2 separate regions of the Canis lupus genome follow, and region 1 is linked to region 2. A link is a contact called in public Hi-C data. All regions are on one chromosome and are shown on one strand. Each heading gives the region's core, a stretch centred on a gene start, on an enhancer-like site or on the middle of the called end of the contact. The rest is flanking DNA. Distances are from core to core; before and after follow the strand shown.

What was found. Hi-C and Micro-C count contacts between places; a contact is called where the count stands out from the background.
Region 1: a contact with region 2 is called in a Hi-C map of blood, with 4 times the contacts expected there. The contact joins the promoter of TBC1D2 here to the enhancer-like site in region 2. A contact is called at or near these places in 2 of 9 Hi-C or Micro-C datasets (amygdala and blood).

What each region holds. Positions count from the first base shown.
Region 1 is chr11:55,787,237-55,792,262 of UU_Cfam_GSD_1.0, forward strand. TBC1D2 (TBC1 domain family member 2A) reads right to left here and starts at 3,255. Exons shown (of 14, transcript XM_038552915.1): 1 at 2,715-3,255. The coding sequence starts at 3,068.
Region 2 is chr11:55,345,315-55,350,074 of UU_Cfam_GSD_1.0, forward strand. It overlaps LOC111098101 (a long non-coding RNA gene), which reads right to left. Exons shown (of 5, transcript XR_005367032.1): 5 at 2,534-4,240. Among named protein-coding and RNA genes, the nearest start is that of XPA, 16 kb to the left of the region's middle. Within about 2 kb of position 1,362, at least 2 of the 20 cell types and tissues checked have an H3K27ac peak or open chromatin away from gene starts, as enhancers often do. A contact at or near this core is called in blood, where this site is marked.

The DNA.
Region 1 (5,026 bases), core at 2,005-4,504, 440 kb after region 2:
GGCAATGGTTGATGGGGATCATTAGTCTCCCAGCCTTGGATGATCCAAATATCTATTTTCACATCTATTCTGTTGTTGGATCCTCCAGGAGGGAGGCAATGCAGGCGTGATCAGCCCTTCTGTGGATAGAGAACTGAAGTTCTCAGGCAGGCAGTGACAGAGCTGGTCCCAGAACCTAGGTCTCCTCCGGCACACCAGAGCTTTATGGTAAATATGGCCAGGAGACTATGGCTTGCATAGAGAAGGCCTGGGATCAGCTGCGCCAAGGAAGCCCGGCAGCTCACTGGGAGTGGATAGTGAGCCTCACAGAGCTGCCTACAAGCCATGTGAGCACAGCGGCAGGCAGCAGGCTGTGGGCAACCAAAGACTCCTCATTCTAACTAGTCCACAGGTAAGGTGTGCACGAGGCTGGGGGCTCCATGAAAGAGGCCCTCGGCCTGTCAGGGAGCTACCACATAAGATAAAATGATGCCCACCAGTCTTCTCTTTCTATACACTCTCCCTGAAAGACCTCAGCCCCTCCAGGGCTTCACCATGACCCTGTGATGACAAGCTCTGGCCCATACCCAAATACCCAATTTTATTAATTAGCAGGAGCACCTACTATATATGTCATGGTCTCGTCCTCTTCGGAACTTAAGAGTCTACTGACAGCCATCCCATCCTGAGCTCCTCCTGTCATGACTGGGCCAACTGGACAGTCAGCCATCCCTGACTCCTCCCTTGCATTCCCCCTCATCATATCCCGGGTCACCTCCATTTGTCTTCCCCCCCCTCCCCCTGTCACAGCTCTAGCTCAATCACCATTCTCTACCGATCACCTCCTGACAGACTTGCTGACCAGCAGTCTTGCCTTCTAATTTTTCCTCTACTCAACAGCTGCACTGAGCCTTCTAAACATTCTAATCTCAAAGGCTTTCTTGCTTTAAGCTCTTTGACAATTTCCCACAGCCCACAGGACAAAGTCCAAGCTCCCAGGCCTAACTCACAAATGCCCCATGCTTGGGCCTCCGTTCTCCCACTCCATCTTTTGGGCCCGTCTGTACCCCAGGCTCCTGTGATTTGCCAGGACACTCTGGACTGTATCATGTTTCCTGTCTTTGCTCACGGAACACCCATGGCCAGGAATAACCCTTCTCCCTCCTGTCTGCTCATAGAAAACCAAATCCCTTTTTTGGGCCTCAGGTGTCATCTCCTCCTCCGTTGTTTCCTCCTGGGTGGACCCTTCCACTCAGCAGAAGCGACCCCTTCCTGTCACACTTTTCTGGTACAGACTTATCAGAACGTCTCTACAGAACACTGCACTGTGTGTGCCAGTCTCCCTCTCCTTCCCTCCTCAGTCCTTACTCAAGCTGTTTGAGAACCAGGCAGCACGTCTGATCTGGCTCCATGCCCCAGTGCTTAGCACAGAGCCAGGCACAGACATAGATCAATTGAACAGTTAAAGACATGTATTGGAGACCCTGTAAGATAATGCTCAGCCTGTGGGAGGGAACGCATGACCCATAAACCACATGACCTCCCAAATGCGTGCCTTCCCGGGCCTGGAATTCCAGGTTTGCGTTATTTTATCTGATTTCCCCAGCCAGGGCACCAGTCAGGCCCAGCCATTAAAGGGGAATGGAAACTGTGGGCTACGTCCAGGGGCTCGATGGATGCCCAGTTGGCTGGAAGCCAGGATGGAAGGGCAGGAAGACGGAGTGGTGTCCAGGAGGCTGTCTCCTGGCACATTCTTCTTTGATGAGTGTGAATCCCGGAACCCTCAGCTCAGATGTGTCTTTCCGCTCAAGTTCTGGGGCACCGCTTCCTAACGTGAACATTACGACCTATTATTATCATCATTTGGGTTCATTAAACAAGAATCGATTGAGCACCCACGAGGTGTTGGGCTGCATCTAGACACTGGGATTAATTCAACAATTTGTAGGTGCCAGATGCTTACATACCTTGTTTTAAATCTCACAAACTACCTAGATTCTGAGAGGTTAAGTAACTTGCCCGGGTGACACGGCTACTAAGTACCTGATGGAGAATCTGAATCCAAGCCTGTCTGATTTCAAAGCATGTGGCTTTCCCACTGTTTCAGGCTTTCTCAGTTCAAGGTGATAATAAAATAAAACCTACTGACGGCAAAACACGTTTAGTCATGCCTCTGCGAACATTTTAGGCTGATCCGAGAAACCTAAGTATTTTATCTCCCAATCCCTGCCAACATTTGCTCAGCATTCACTCCCCTTGGCCAAAATATCAAGAAGAGTGATTCAGAATCCAGGCCAGGAGCGGATTACACAGCTCATATCCTGACTCTCTTTCAGCCCCAAGTAAGAAAGTTAAGGTAACTGCATTGTTAAGGCACAACAAAAAGTAAAAGTCTCGAGACACAGCTGAGGAAGTAGGAAGACTCAGGGATTCCAAGTGTGGTCTACACCGCTCCGGACACGCATGACCCCTAGCTGGTTACTTCGTTTCTCTAAGACTCAGTTTATAAATTCTAGTGTGGGTGCATCACCCCGCCTTTGCCGTGGGCGCCCAATGAGGAAATGGGTGTGAATGCGTTTTGGAATCCACTACACCGTGGGCGCCCAGGGTTCACTGGAAGAGATCAGAGTCTGTAATTCTTGTTCCAGTGAATTTACTGTGACCACCCACACGTGCCCAGCCGTGCCCTGGGAACCCATCCTGGCTGAAAAGGAGGGGGAAACTGCCCCATTTACCTTCAGGGTAATAATCCGGTTGGCAGTCTTGATTTCAAAAGTCCCCTCCTCGGCGTCCGCCTTGCAGTCAAAGACCGCAGTGGAGAGGTCGATGCTGTCCAAGGGATTGGCATCCTGCGCGGTCCGTGAGTAATACAGGTGACATTTCTTCTCGTCGTAGAAGAACCAGCGGGATTTCCAGCCCCGAATGGGACCTTTGCCGCCAAATTTACTTAAATAGCCACAGAGTTTCTTGGCGGCCGCCCCCGACTCCTCCGGAGGCAGCACCTCGGCGCCCCCGGCCGAGCCCGCAGGCTCTGCGAACCTGGGGACGGAGGAGCTAGACTCTGCGGGGTCCTCCTGGGCGCCCTCCATTCCGACTGAGGCTCGGCTGCCAGCGCGGGCCCAACCTCGGAGACTCCGGGGGTGCTCCCGAGAGGGAGAAATCTGGGCGGGGGCGGGGCCGGTGGCGACCCGCCCCCCGGAGACGGCAGGAATGCGGACGGCGGCGGCCCGCGCGCCTTTCACCGAGAGTCCAGGTGGGGCGGCTGGCCACGCCCCTCCCGACCTCCAGGCGGCCAGGCCACGCCCTCGCCACGCCTAACCACGCCCCCTCCCCGCACCGCCCACCCCGCCTACTTCCGGCTTTTACTCCGCGCCGGTCAGCCATCTTTAGTGAGGGCACCTGCGGACCGTGAGAGCGCCCTCAGGTTGAAGGCGTGGTGTCCCTGAGCTACGTTAACTGGCGGCAGAGAAGCGGGAAGAGACACCTGTCTCTGACTAGGCTGCCTTGCTACCTCGCGTAATAATGTACAAGGACAGTTCATTTTGCGCCTGAAGGGCCGTCTGCTTTTACCTAAGTCCAGGTGCCGTGCAGGTTACCCTCGAGCGGCGCATCCCGCGGCCATTGGCTGAGAGGGACGCCGGGTGGATGACGCCACTTCCGGCGCCGCTCGGGGCGCTAGCGAGTCCAGGGTCTCTGCAGGCTTCTCTCCGGGGGGGATCGTTCAGCTTGTTGAGGTCTTTACACTGAGTGCAGCGGCCTCCGCTGCACCTGCTGCGGTTCCTACTCGCCTCCCTCCGGCCCAAGTCACGATAGGTAGGGCGCCCAGGCCCGGCTGCAGCTAAATGATGACGCTAAAATCCTACATAAAATACTTGCAAACCGGTTCTGGTGTTTCACCAAAGAATTACATACTGCACCTGGAAGGAGCTATTTTAGAGATGCAGGCATATTTGAATAACAAGAGAAAATTACATCTGTAGTGCCAAAGATACGGTCGTCTTAATATTTTCTGAAAAGGTATTTGATTAAAAAGATATTTTCTAAAAAGGTATTTGATCAAATTCACCATCCATTTCTGGAGTTTTAAAAGACGTCTTGATTATTATGGAAGTATAGTTGACACACAATGTTTCAAAATTTCTTAATAAAGCAAACAGCACATCTTGTTTAGATTTTCTAGCTAACTAATGGTAGATACTTGCAATCATAATAATTTCAAATATACGACTTACATTTGAAAAACTCAGGAGTTTTCCCACTAATAGTTCAGGATCTAATCCAGGATTCCACATTTGGTCATCATGTTCCCTTAGTCTCCTCTGAGCTATTACGTATTTCAGCTTTTCCTTTATTTCATTTTATTTTATTTTATTTTATTTTATTTTATTTTTTATGACTGACATTTTTTTAAGGGTACTGGTCAGTTTTATAGAATTGTGTGAATTTGAGTTTGTCGGGTGTTTTCTCATGATTAGATTGGGGTGATGGGCTTTGGGGGAGACCACGACAGAGGGGAAGTGCCTCTCTCATCACATAATATCCAGCTATGTGATATGCACATGGTGATGGTAGACCTCCTTCACATAGTTAAGATGATTTCTTGGCCAAAATGTTACCATTTTTAACCCTCTTTAAGTCTCAAGAAGCTCCACCTTCTGGAGGGTAGAGGGAGGGTAGTTGATAGGATTTTTTACAGCCTATTAAAGTGATTCTAAGGTTCATTTCCAAGAAATGAACAGGTGAGAGTAGCTAAATTTTTGAAGAAAAAAAAAAAAGAACAGTTAGAAAGGATTTGATCTACCAGATATTCAAACTTATTAATTCAACCAAAAAATATTCAGTGGGTGCCTTCTACCAGGCACCATTTAAAATGCAGGGCCACAGTGATGAACAGGACAAGTCCAAGATCCCAGTAAGCTGTCATTCTAGTCCAAGGAGACGGGCCATAGACAAGTAAACAAGTAAATATCATGTTGACCTCAGATTCTCATACTTTCTAGGAAGAAGTGAGCAGAATGATAAGAACAACAGAATTTAATGTTTCTGG
Region 2 (4,760 bases), core at 112-2,611:
CATTACTTCATGGCTGAATAATATTCGGTTGTTTGTGTACACCAGATTTTGTTTATGCATTTATCTCCTGACCGACATGTGGGTTGTTCCTGCTTTGGGGCCATTATGAAGAATTCTGCTATGAACATTCATGTACAAGTTTTTGTGTAGATGTGTATTTTCATTTCTCTTGGGTCTACACCTAGGAGTGGAATTTCTGGGCCATGTGGTAATTCTATATTTAACATCTGAGGAACTGCCAGACTGTTTTCCAAAGTGGCTGTATATTTTTAAAATCCCACCAGCAACACATGAGGTAGTTTACGGTTTTCTCATGCATGAAAATTTTAAATTATCCATAGTAAAATAAAGCAATGTTTTCCTTCATGGTCCCTGTCTTTGAGTCATTCCTGGAAAGGTGTTCACCACTCCAAAATGATGGAAATAGTCTATATAAAATATGTGTATTTTTTTCCCTTCAGTACTTTGTTGTTGTTGCTGTTTTGTACTGAAAAGATTTAAACAACCACTTGGAATCTACTTGATTGATCCTTGCAATTCCAGATCTTCCTACTCTTTCTGCCATTTTGGTAGACTTCATCCAGTTCCATCTGCCTTACAATTAGTGGCAAACTTTCCCAGATTCTGGCCTCAGTTGTCGGTCTTTAGAGATGTTACTGGAATCTTCTTGTTTTTTCATAAGTTTTTAGACTGTTGCAGATACTTCCAGCCTTTACATTTTTACATATTATTTTTAAAGAAAGTGCTCATTTGAGGTCATTTTTTCAGTGGTGTAAAAATTTTGTCAGAATTGGAATACAGAGGCTGTGGGTGGTCTAGACACAATTTACCTCATGTGTCTTGTCTTTTCCCATTTTTGTTGTCTAAATTCAGAGCGCATGGAAGCCTTGTATTTGGTGAGCAGACTGACCAGGTAAGTGGGAAAGGACTAGGGAAGGCTGGGAGGAGTCTAGGAGTCTCAGGGGAGCATTCATTTGGGCGTCCAGCCTTTCCCATTTTTTTTTTCACTCTCCTCACCACCTCAGAAACAGCAAGTGAACTGTTTTTATTTATAGTGGTCTAACCAAGCCTCGCACTTCCAGCTTTTTGTAGCATTTTTATTCCGTTTTATCCTTATCACAGTCCTGGAAGGTTAGACAGGACCCAGGGCTCATTGGCTCCATTTGACAGATGAACAAACAGAGCCTCCAGAGGGTAAATGCCAAGCCATTAGACTAGGATGTGGTAAAGCTGCATCTTAACCATCCAGGACTTCTGACTCCAAGCCTCGAAAACCCCTGTTCAGCAAGGAAAGAGGGTCAAAGGTCTAGGGTGTGTACACATACAGCCCTCAAAAGGAATGTGGGGTTTTGTGGTTTGGGTTTTTCTTCCCCTTTCTAAGCACGCTTCGCATGCCAGCCAAGGGTGTGCAGCTGTGTGTGGAGGGGGGGGAAGGGGGTGAGTTGCAGGGTTGCATGTCATTCCTAAGCCACTTTATAAAGGAGGTCAAAGCACGGAACCTGGGATGAAGCTCACAAGTCCCTTCTGGTCTTCTGCTGTCTCATCAGAACCAAGCTTCCGCAAAGGAATGACTCCAAACGAGACTCTGCATGACAGTGGGAACTGGGCCTCCGTGACACATGACATGGCTCTGTAAGTGGTTTATTGTGATCTGCATGTGTACTTCAAATTCATAAAACACCCCTCTTGTGGCAATAGAGGTTGGCAAACTCAGCTTCCTGGGCTCAAGATTAACTGAGAAGATGAAGTCCTTGTGTGCCTATGACACTGCACATCCCAATGTGAAGTGTCCTATTTGGGAGATTAAAAAAAAAATTCTGGGCAAATGCCACTTATTGCCCACTGTTCTTGAGAGTCACAATTAAAATTAGTATACTTGAGGCTCCAAGAAGTTGTGCAAGGATGAGGCCTGTGGAATACTTTAACGTAAGTATATGCAGCATCTCCAGCCCCAGGACCCTTTACAAAGGTAACATCCAAGAGCTCTTGCCAACAACAGTTCCACAGAACTTGACTTTGCATAGTGTTGCAATACATTTCTATTGCATGCATGTACTAGTAACAATCACAGTATTTTAAAACATTAATACATTCCTCCAATAATTCCAATTTACAATCTTCAACAAGGCTGACAATGTTTTGGAAGCTACATCAATACAGGTTCAATTCTTTTTTTAAAAATTTATTTATTTATTTATTCATGACAGACACACAGAGAGAGAGGCAGAGACATAGGCAGAGAGAGAAGCAGGCTCCATGGAGGGAGCCCCATATGGGACTCGATCCTGGGACTCCAGGATCATGCCCTGGGCAGAAGGCAGGCACTCTCAACCGCTGAGCCACCCAGGGATCCCAATACAGGTTCAATTCTATTACAACAGAGTAAATAGGAAAAAAAAAAAAAAAGGCTATTGTAAAAAAGAAAGAAGGAAAGGAAAGGGGAAAAATGAGGCTACCCAAATTTTTGTGCTGCGTTTTTTGTTGTTGTTGTTGTTGTTGTTGTTGTTGTTGTTGTTGTTTTAGAGAGAGCACACCCAGGAGGGAGAGGGGGAGAGAATCTCAAGCAGTCTCCATACCCAGCTCAGAGGCCTGACATCATGACCTGAGCCAAAATCAAGAGTCCGCCGCCTAACAGGCTGAGCCGCCCAGGTGCTCCCACTGTGCTCTTAAATGTATCAAATATTCCTTGTTATTGAGTGTACTCAGAAACTGAATAGTTTTTGATCATTTTTTTATGTAAAAAATTTATTGTAATATACTTTTTACTATATTGCATTTACTGAGTGACTCAGACTCAGTATCTCTATGAATATTAATAAAACATCTTCCAAAATTTTCAGTATTATAGCATGCCATCATTAACTTTTATTGAATTTATATATGTAATTTTCATGAAAATATAAAAATGAACTTTCCCTTTGGGGCATATTAAAATATTTCTGAACAGAATCCTTTTTTATAATAAGAGTAATTGAAGAACCTTTTAAGTTTTAAAAAAATATATTTACAAAAGCTGAAAAAAGCCCATTATCTATTCTCTCAAATACAGCCACTATTAACATTTTCATCAAGTCTGTTCTTCTTTGCATAATCAGTTTTTAGCATCATTGAAATCCCACTCTGTTGTCTCTATTGATTTAACATTATAGCAAGAATATCAGCATTTGTTTTTATACTTGATGAATGTATAAACAAAGAGAACATTTTAAGATGAGACTCTGCCTTCCAAGAGATGTTGGTGGTTTCAATTTTGGGGGGATCCAGAAGAAGTAATTAAGATGTTCCTCACAGAATGCAGAGGAATGCAGGGCTGTCTTAGATGATGACTCGGAGCACAGTGAAGTAGCATCTTGACCTTGGCAGTGTCCCCTCTCACTAGCTAAGTCCACTTGGGTCCCCCTCCAAGCTCTTCCCACTCCAAGTGCTGAGACCCTCCAGGCCTTCCCTAGGTCAGATGTAAGTCAAATGGCCAAGGTCAGGAAGGACCGGTGAACTCTCCCCTATTCTAACAGTGAAAATTGAGATGAACAGCCTTCCTTCAACCATCAAGGTTTGCTTTTCCTTTTCTTCCAACCCGGTGATACATAAACAATTGCACATGACCTTATGGTGTGAGCTCATGGTAAAATACATAATCTAAGGTAGTTGAGGCTTGGAGCCTAAGTGATGTGGCCAAGCCCCTTCTGGCTGGTAAGTGATAACTCCAGAACCCCATCTCTCTGGTCCTTCCACCTTTCTGCACAGACCTGCACCCTTGATTCCAAGCAGGCATAAAACACCATGTAAAATGTGAGATAAAAAAAAAGCACAGCTGTCCTCGGCTGTGCGGAATTAGGAGATGTTTCAATCCAATAGAATTAATGGGCTTTATTGCAAAATCCTCCTAATTCCTCCGTCAGCTCATCTGAGCCCAGGTTCTGGGTCCTCTGTTGCTGGGTTTTCATCTCAGGCTGACAGATGCTGCACATTGAGAATAAAAAATGCGCAGGGTGGGAGGTGGCTTTGGCTTTCATAATGGCCACAGGTGTTCTGGTGTGCCTTTCTGCTTCACCCTTTTTACACGCTGCCAGATGACAAAGACATGATGATGAAGACTGCTTTACTTTCTGGGGTTTCACACAACTAGAAGGATTTGCTGCGCGGGGCAGCTTTCATTTGTCTCCTGTGTTTTCTCTGAGAAAATTGCACTCTCAAAAACAGCTCCAAAACTCTGGATCTGCAGGGCAGGTCAGGCTTCACTCTGAGTAAGGGAGGGTTAGAAAAACAATAGAGTGAAGTCAAAAGAACATTCTAACCAGGCCATGTGAGAGACTAGGTTGGGATGTGCTGGTGACAGCCAGGAAATAGTAAGAAAGGAACCAAACTGCTCACATTTGTCTCTTTGAAACAGGTGAACAACACCATAAAGGCACACCCTTTGCCATTTGACATCATTACAAAGAAATATATTTTCCCAAGACCAGGCCAATAGGGCCCCAAATGGACACTTTCCATCTGTTGTTCTAATCACTCAAGTTGTCTTGCAAGTGTAGGCTGAAGGTATGTGATTTCCCAACTGAGACTGGGGCTCAGTTTCCTTGTCCATAAAACTAAGGATTTTGAACACACAACCACCGATGGACCTTCTAGTACAGTTTCTGTTGTTTTTGTATAAACTCAACAAACAACACTGAACACATTTCCTCCTGACAGGTCTTGTTCTCCACCCCCTGCAGTGCCTGAGACCCACATTTCCTGCCTGCAAGAAGTGACAGTTCACT